Linked DNA regions of Mus musculus: all the other regions are linked to region 2. The links are chromatin contacts, called in public promoter capture Hi-C maps. All regions are on one chromosome and are shown on one strand. The core of a region is the stretch at or near the end of the contact, and the rest is flanking DNA. Distances in the headings are between cores, read along the strand shown. Region 1 overlaps Snx30 (sorting nexin family member 30). Region 2 holds the start of Ptbp3 (polypyrimidine tract binding protein 3). Region 3 has its middle 12 kb from the start of Shoc1.

The links. Promoter capture Hi-C pulls out the DNA fragments that hold promoters and counts their contacts.
Region 1: a contact with region 2 is called in a promoter capture Hi-C map of pre-B cells, with 2.0 times the contacts expected there. The contact joins the enhancer-like site here to the promoter of Ptbp3 in region 2. A contact is called at or near these places in 2 of 39 promoter capture datasets (the C10 cell line and pre-B cells) and 1 of 9 other capture datasets (adipose tissue).
Region 3: a promoter capture Hi-C map of the HPC-7 cell line shows a contact between it and region 2, with 4 times the contacts expected there. The contact joins the enhancer-like site here to the promoter of Ptbp3 in region 2. A contact is called at or near these places in 13 of 39 promoter capture datasets (the C10 cell line, the HPC-7 cell line, cranial neural crest and 7 more), 2 of 115 datasets of contacts at active chromatin or transcription factors (the SCID.adh cell line and memory CD8 T cells) and 1 of 9 other capture datasets (liver).

What each region holds. Positions count from the first base shown.
Region 1 is chr4:59,817,905-59,820,604 of GRCm38.p6, reverse strand. The region is part of intron 1 of Snx30 (sorting nexin family member 30); the gene reads right to left. Among named protein-coding and RNA genes, the nearest start is that of Snx30, 14 kb to the right of the region's middle. Within about 2 kb of position 1,339, at least 109 of the 459 cell types and tissues checked have an H3K27ac peak or open chromatin away from gene starts, as enhancers often do. A contact at or near this core is called in pre-B cells, where this site is marked.
Region 2 is chr4:59,548,057-59,550,756 of GRCm38.p6, reverse strand. Ptbp3 (polypyrimidine tract binding protein 3) reads left to right here and starts at 1,393. Exons shown (of 14, transcript NM_178164.3): 1 at 1,393-1,609.
Region 3 is chr4:59,149,820-59,152,519 of GRCm38.p6, reverse strand. No RefSeq gene overlaps it. Among named protein-coding and RNA genes, the nearest start is that of Shoc1, 12 kb to the right of the region's middle. Within about 2 kb of position 1,344, at least 21 of the 459 cell types and tissues checked have an H3K27ac peak or open chromatin away from gene starts, as enhancers often do. A contact at or near this core is called in the HPC-7 cell line, where this site is marked.

The sequences.
Region 1 (2,700 bases), core at 90-2,589, 270 kb before region 2:
TACCTAAAAACAAGTAAATCATAGACCTGGAGAGACGGCTCTGCGGCTAAGAGCACATCCAGGTCTTTCAGAAGACCTGGGTTCAGCACTGTTGATGTCTCACAACCACGGTAACTCCAGCTCCAGGGCACTCAGTGCCCTCTTCTGGTCTTCATGGGCACATGCATGAACGTGCTCATACCCCAACACAGACACAATCATATACATTTAAATATAAGTAAATCTTTTTTAAAAATGTTGGGCATGATGGTGTAAGCCTTTAATTTCAGTACTCACGGGAATTTGAGGATAACCTGGTCTACATAGTGAGATCCTGTCTCAATACATACATACATACATAGACACACACATACATACACACACACACACACACACACACAGCTGAATTCTATAGCATGAGAATATATAGTTCCTTAAAAATCATGTGCCTTAGAAAGCCTATACTTTTATTTCTGACCTATATGTCTCATCAAATTCTGCCATCAGCATCCCACTAGTCACCCACGCTGCTGGCAGATGCCCTCACTGTGATCCTTTACAATCCATCCAACTTCTAGACCCAGCTATTAAACTCCTCCGCAGCCGCAGACGATTGACCCAAGTTAAGCCAATCAGTGTCCCTCTCACTCTCAGGGCCCACTTGCCGCACATGACCCAAGCCAGGCAGCGTTGGCAGGTCCCAATTCACTCTGGCTGTAAAACGTGTGGGGTGCAAAGGCTGCCACGTTCCCACGTCTGAGATGGTGAGACCCGTCGTCAGTGGCATTCAGAGGTTCCAGCTGTGACTGTCAAGAGGCTCACCCACCCCCTCCCCTTCTGCTTGACTTAACAGGAGCTGTACTCCTATTATTAGCAAATAAAAGGCACACTCAGAGTCCAGTGAGAGGAGCCCCGTGGAACTGCACCACACACACACACACTCACCCCCACCTCCACCACCAACCATCTGCTCCCAGCTCTAGGGGCTTGATCAACAGGACTTAAAAACCACAAACCAGCCCCGCTCCTCCTGTTCCTTAGCACTTGGCTGGCCTCCCAACAGCTTCCTCCAATGGTCTGCCGCATCACCCACTGGCCTCTCCATGGCACTTCACCAATTGACACTTAGTGCCTGCACATTTACATTTTGGGCTCTGGGGGTGGGGGTGGGGGGCTGAGTTTCTTATTTCTGTCCGTTAGGAAATCACCTACTTCATCCTGAGTCAAAAACTCGCTCCTTTGGCAGAGGCACATCCTCTTAGTTACTCCCTGTGCATAAACTTCACGGTAAGGATAGCAGGTGCTGCCAGTACCCGACAGCACACCCACGTGCTGACCACTTTGGCACCCTCTGGTCTAACTACCAACCCAGCACCTGCGTTTCTCAGCCTGGCTGTTTCCCCAGCTCAACCTGCTCTGTCTCCCCTCTAGGCAGTTTGAAAAATACTGTTAATTAATGCCTAAACTCACCACCCAAACAGCCTTCAGCCAGTGGCTAATGATAGCTTCACCCCTTCCCTTGTAGAGGCCGCCAGTATGAGACAAAGGTCCAGCTATGCTCAGAAAGACTGCTCAGTCACACACTCTCCCTGTAGAGTTGAGCAGTACCTGTTTCACTTCTGAAATGTTCTTGATTTTTAGACAGGTTTCACTTTATAGCCCCGGCTGGCCTGGAATTCACTATGTAGACCAGACTGAGACTAACTCAGTCTCCAAGTGTTTCTCTGCACGAACGAACATGCCTCAAGTGCAAACTGTGCACTTGAAGGCCAAAAGAGGGTGTCAGATTCCTGGAACTGAAATTACAGACAGTTGTGAGCCGCCGTGTGGGTGCTCGGAACCAACCCTGGGTCTTCTGCAAGAGCAGCAAACTCCTAACTGCTGAGCCATCTCTGTAGCCGGAGTCCAGGCATTCTAGGAGGAGGTGGTTGCCTTTGCTTTGCATGGAATGTGTCGGAAGAGGAGGGCTCTCTGAGTCACCAGCTAACTCCATCTTTTAATTCTTTAGAAATCTCCATACTATTTGCTTCGTTTCCTTTTTTTTTTTTAAGCTCCACACAATTGTATTACAATTTTAAAAGAAAAACCTCCCGAACAGACAAGCTGTGAGACTCAGCGGAGCTGTTGAGAGGAGGAGGAGAAAGGAGCAGAGAAAAAAAAAAAAGAAAAAAGCCACTCCATTTACTCAGCCTGGAGGTCTGACACACGGTGGGGAGGGTGCCCGAGGGAAACTAAGACGCCCAAGGTATCGCAAAAGCATACTTAGCTTCTGGCCAGCGTCTGAAAGGAGACAGAAAAGAGAAAATTGGGCTTTGTGACCCAGGCCTCATCGAGGAGGGCAGGCCCAGCAGAAACACATGGTGTCTCGTAGGTGTCACCACCTTCCTGTGTCCTGTGGTGGCTTTGCTGACCTCCACTGACTCCACAGACACCCACCACGTGGTCTGCCCTACTCTCCTGCCTTCCATCTGAGTTAGCAGTGACGGATGCTGCTTCTCAACCTCATGTCCCTCCCCTCCTTTCATTTGTGTCCCCCTTTGTGGTACCAGGGAGAAAACCTAGGGCCTACCATGAGCTGCTGGGCCCTGAGCTGCAGCTCCAACATCTCTACCCGCCTCTATTTATGTATTATTGCTTATCTGTGACAAGGTATCATGTAACCCAGGCTGGCCTCAAACTATATATCTGAGGCTGCCTTTAACTTCTAATCTGCCTGACTCT
Region 2 (2,700 bases), core at 144-2,643:
CCTGAGTGAGTGCTGGGATTAAAGTCATGTGCTATCACCACCTGGTCCGCTGCTTTTCTCTGACATTTTATTATTACTTTATTTTTCTGTGACCTAGGATGGCCTGAAACATACTATGTAGCTCAAGGTAGCCTTAAACTCAGGTAGGAATTATAGGCACAGTTATGTGCCTATATACCAAGTTGCTATTTTAAAATCCCATGTGGCAATGTAGGGTGGAAATGTTTCTAAACTTAATGTTTAGATTTAACATACAAAATGTTTTTTGACATCTTCTTGAAAAGGGGAACTGAAATTTCTTTAAAAATGACCTTCCTGAATTGCAAGCTGGTTATACTTTTTTTTTTTTTTTTTTTTAAAGAAGTGTCTACTTATTTTAAAGTAGGTAATCAGGAAAGAGATTGAAGTTGTTACTTCCTTTGAAATGGTGTGGGCAGACTTTGAAGACATGGCTTAAATGGCTCAAATTTCAATGATCTGTGAATTGAAAAAGCATTCCGTTCGTTCAGAAGTAGATGTGCTTTGAAAGAGGGGGAACGTGTGTTCTCACTAGTTATACACATTATATGTACTAAATAGCTGTTTTACGTTTTACGTGTAACTTGGTTTTGCTCATACTAGAGGAAAGGGTTTTGGTGCAAACAAAACATTTTCTGGCTGTGAAATTTCGGAGATCTCTCGCGTACCTGGGAAAACATTAATCCTTTCCAATCAGGCTCCCCCAGCCCCGCCCCGCGGAAGGATGAATAAATAAACTTATAAAATACTGGCATTGTAATGGCCATTAAATAGCTATGCAATGAAAGTTTCTTTTAGTATTTGATTGTTGGGTAGAAAAGCACTCAGATTAAAACCGTGTGAAAGTGAAGATGGACTTCAGTCCTGGGCAGTCTCATCTACTTCATTTCTTTCCCAACCACACCTATCCGTCCAGTGCAGGTCTCGGAGGTCAGGGTCTGGCGGACAGGCTACCGTCGCTGCTCTCAGGTCCGGAAAGACCACTGTCCACCCCTGCCCCGTGGACGTCGCGCGGGTCCCCTGCCGTGCTGCCAGCAGTGTCGCCCGCCAGTAGTAACTCTGCTCTGCTTCAAAAGTTCCCTGGGGTCCCCAGGCTTTTCTAGCCAGCACCGTTCAGGGCCCTAAGCCTGAGTCCCGGGAGCCGGAAGGCCCGCGGGCTTGTAGGAGGGCGAGTCGCGAAGCGGGAAGCACAAGGCGCGCGTTCCCGCGAACGCAGGCGCGACGCTGGGCGGGGGGCGCGCACGCGCGCGGAGGCATGGGCGGGGGTGGTGGTGTCGGGGCGGGGCAAAGAGGCGAAGGCGGGAAGAGGGCGCCCTGGAGTCCAGCCGAGCCCCGGGAGGGCGTCGACGCCGAGGGGGCGGGGCCAGGCGAGGCGGGAACGCGCTCGCGGGCCGGGAGGGCGGGGGCGCGGCGCTGGCGAGAGCGTGCCCGGTCCCCGCCCCTGTTTCCCACTCTTCCTTCCACCTCTGACCGGCCGGAGCTGCGGAGCGGCTCCGCTCGCTGGTTTCCCGGAGCCGCCGCCCGCTTTCTCCGCCCGCGGTGAGCCCGTCAATCCCCGCACAACGCGCTCCTCCATCTGGGCCATGGATGGGTAAGTGCCGGGTGGCCGTTCCGGGGCTGCGCTGGCCTCGTTTCCTCTCGGCGACGCGTCCCGCCGAGGCCGGGGAGCAGGGCGCGACGCCGGCTAGCGGAGGAGCGGCCCGGGGCTAAGCCCGACGGCAGGGACCTTGGGAGCGCGGGGGTCTGTCCGCCGCGGTCTCCGCTTCCTGCGCGCGGCGCCCCCGTCACGTCCGCCCCTCGCAGCCTCGGGGCGCCTTCGGGAAGCAGAGACGAGCCAGGGCCGGGGTGCCGGGCCGGACTCCCCACACTTCCTCTCAGAAAATGGTGCGCGGCGCTGGCGGGGGCGGAGGCTGAGGCGGCCGCGGCGCTCGGGGAGTTGCTGTTTACCGGTGGGGTGGGGCGCGCGGCGGAGCTTTCCCCCGGCGGCGGGCCCGGGCGAGCGGCGACAGCCGTCTGGGCGGCGACCGGGTCTCGAACTGCGGGCCCGTGCGGGTCTCGGAACCGGCGGGGTCTCCCGATTTGGGCTGTGAGATACGTTAACCACTTCTAAATACCGAGCGTCTGCACTTTATCACCAGGGACGCTTCCTCTTCGTTCCCCACCCCCAAGAAACTTCGTGAATTCGCCTCGGGCGATGTCAGATATTGTGTAAGTGTAGATTTCCGGGCGCTTTCAACTGCTCGGTTTAAATGGGGTCTGTGACTAAAAGGGGGAAAAAAAAAAGAAAAAAGAAAAAAAAAAAAAGATTTACAGTCACCTTTTCCGAGCTCGTAATTTCTCTGGGAACTCTGGAACATGGGGCAGGACCTGATGTATTTTAATAAAAAGCGTGAATTGAGGGTCATATAGTCAAGATTAAAAAAAACCACCAACAACTCCAAGTCAATTAGAAATTCCACCTTTTATTTATTTAAACCTTTGCCGTTTGAGTTGTTCCTTAACCCCCTCCCCCGCCGACTTTTGTTGACAAGGATTCTATAAACTGCGGAATGGTGGAGCATATAACTTGTTTGAAAAGTAAAATACATTTAGTAACTTGCCGCGTAGTTGATCATACGTGTTTAAGTGAGGACACTAGAATTTTACAATTTTTGCCCTCGTTAGGTTTCGTTTATCTTAATT
Region 3 (2,700 bases), core at 95-2,594, 400 kb after region 2:
CATTCACGGTAAGTTCATGGTTTGGAATTTAAGTGGGAACTTATTACACTATCTGGCCCTCCTCACTCTTCCTTCCCTATTTGCTGTTTTATTTATTCACTATGCACCCTCAGGCCCTTCTTCAGAACTCCATCTCACAGAAGTAGGGTGCAGATGACATTAAAGACAGGGAAACTTGCTGGGCAGTGGTGGGGCACACCTTTAATCCCAGTACTCTTAAGGCAGAAACAGGCAGATTTCTTGTGAGTTCAAGGCCAGCCTGGTCTATAGAGCAAGTGCCAGGGTATCCAGAGCTACACAGAGAAACCATGTCTCAAAAAGACCAAAACCAAAACCAAACCAAACCACGAATAGGGAAGGTCTAGTTACAGCCAGCATATGGTGTGCTGGCTCATTTCCTGGTTGGAAGGCTATAACCTGGGCCTGGACCCACTGCACTTTATGCCTACAGCTCATTAGAACTTTTGATCCCAAGCAGCAGTTAGGAGCACACTTCCATCATTCTTCACAGAGCTCAAGGGTGTGTGTTTGTCTATCTCACACATAACATTTACAACCTCTCTCAAAACCAAACTTCCAGCTCCAGTGCTTGTCACTGGTCTGTGTTCCCATTCCTTTATTAGATTTTATGTATCTGGTGTTTGAGTGTTATTATATCTTTTGGTGTTCTCCATTTGTACTATATATAAATGATATTTAATATTTATAAATATTTAAACGGTTGATGAGGATTGTGAGACTAAAAGAGGAAATCAAGCTCAAGAGAAGCAGATTGTCCCTTTTAGAACAACGAAGGGCAGCAATCTTTCCTTGGGAGAGGAAACAGCATGGCAAGGGTGTGCCTGTTTTGGGGGGGTGTTAAATGGCAGAAAATGGAACTTTGGGGGTGTAAAACACCATATGCAGATCTTCTCCCAATACCTCAGGTAAACACCATGGAGGTTCTGACATGTTGACTTTCCTGTCAGAAGGTTGCCAGCTTCTAACTGCCTACTGTGTCAACTTCTCTGTTTGGAGTTTCTCAGCTTGCCTGAGGCTTTTAGGTCATTAACCTTTCCATGAATAGAGGTGTAGGGACAGCAATGGTCTGTCATGGTGAAATTGTCCCATCTGCCATCCTCATTTGAAGTCTGTCTCACAGGTGGGTTGTGACTTTCCTAAGTATTTCTTAATATAGATTCCAGGACTTCTAACAGTTTGGAAAACCATTTGCCTTTTCCTCAAAATCTCCAAGTTTTCAGACTTTATATTGAAAGACATATTCTGGAAGATATCCTAGAGGCATTTAGGATCAGAAAGAGTTAATATTTTAGGCCTTGCGGGAGGGGGTTACCAAGCTTTATGTCTGGTTCAAAAGTCATCAGTATATACAGCAGAACGGGACACTGAAGGGAAACATACTTCCCTACAGGAAGTGGTCAAGATTTTGCATAAAATCTGCAGGAGAAGATAAGTTCATTTTCGGTAGAATAAGAAACATCTGAATATCGCTCGTTTGTTTCTAGTGTAGATTTAATTAGCTGTTCCTGAATTTTGCATTCCCTTGAGCCATGGTCAAATGATTGAGGCCATTATGGAGCTCAGGTTCAGAATATCTGTCCCAGACAGAACCAATGTGCTTCGCTTGGGGCAGGACTGCTGAGATACCTTTCCTGTAGGACAATGGGGTGTAAAAACTATTTCTACTTTTGTCTCCCTTGTTTTTAAACGAGGCATGGGCTAATTGCCTGCTCAGCACTTAAAGGACAGAGACAAGGGAGCTAGGCAGTCTTACATCATGAGAGGGAAGTTTCTAGGTTGATCTCAGTTGTTTTATTATCACCTGACTTCAAACTTATAAACTGATCTTTAAAGCCTAACTTTGACTCCTACACGAAATAATGTGGCAGTCAGAGTTACCTGGCATTATGAAGAGGGCATTCCCTAGACCAGGTGACCGACAAAGCTTCCAATGGGAAGGGCTTGGGTGATAGGAGTTTTACATATTTTGAAGCTATCATATGGACTAACATCATTTTCATCTTTATGAGGTGGCTTAGACAGAACCAGATGAACTGCTCATAGACTAGTAACTTCCACAATATATGGAATGGCGCTGGGCATGGTGATGCACATCGCTAAGCACAGCATTTGGGAGGCTGAGGCAGGTGGATTCCCTAAGTCTGAGGCCACCTTGATCTACATAATGAGCTTCACAACAGCTAAGGCTACATACAGAGAACCTGCCTCAATAAAAACAAGAACAAAACAAAGCAAAACAAGCCCCAACTATTCTGAATGCTTTCATGGAGAAATCTATATTTTATAATTTTTTTAACCAACTATCTCCCCAGCCTTATTTTTGTCTACTTTTTGGTGGACACAGAACTTTTAAAAACTAGATTCTTAAAAATTACCATAAAATTAAGCAAAAACTTCCCTTTAAACCATACATAAGTATATCATTGCTATATAATTCATAACAGTAATCATATTTATATGATCATCCCAAACTGAAATTCCCATATATTACCTATTAAACAATATCTCTCGATTTTTTCCAATACCTTCCCCTACAGCTCCTGGTAACCACTGTGAATTTTCTGCCTTTATAAATTTGATTATTTTAAATATGTCATACTACTAGAATCATATAGTATGAATCCTTTTGCATTTAGTTCATATAATTTTATAAGTTTCATTTTATAGGTTCATGCATTT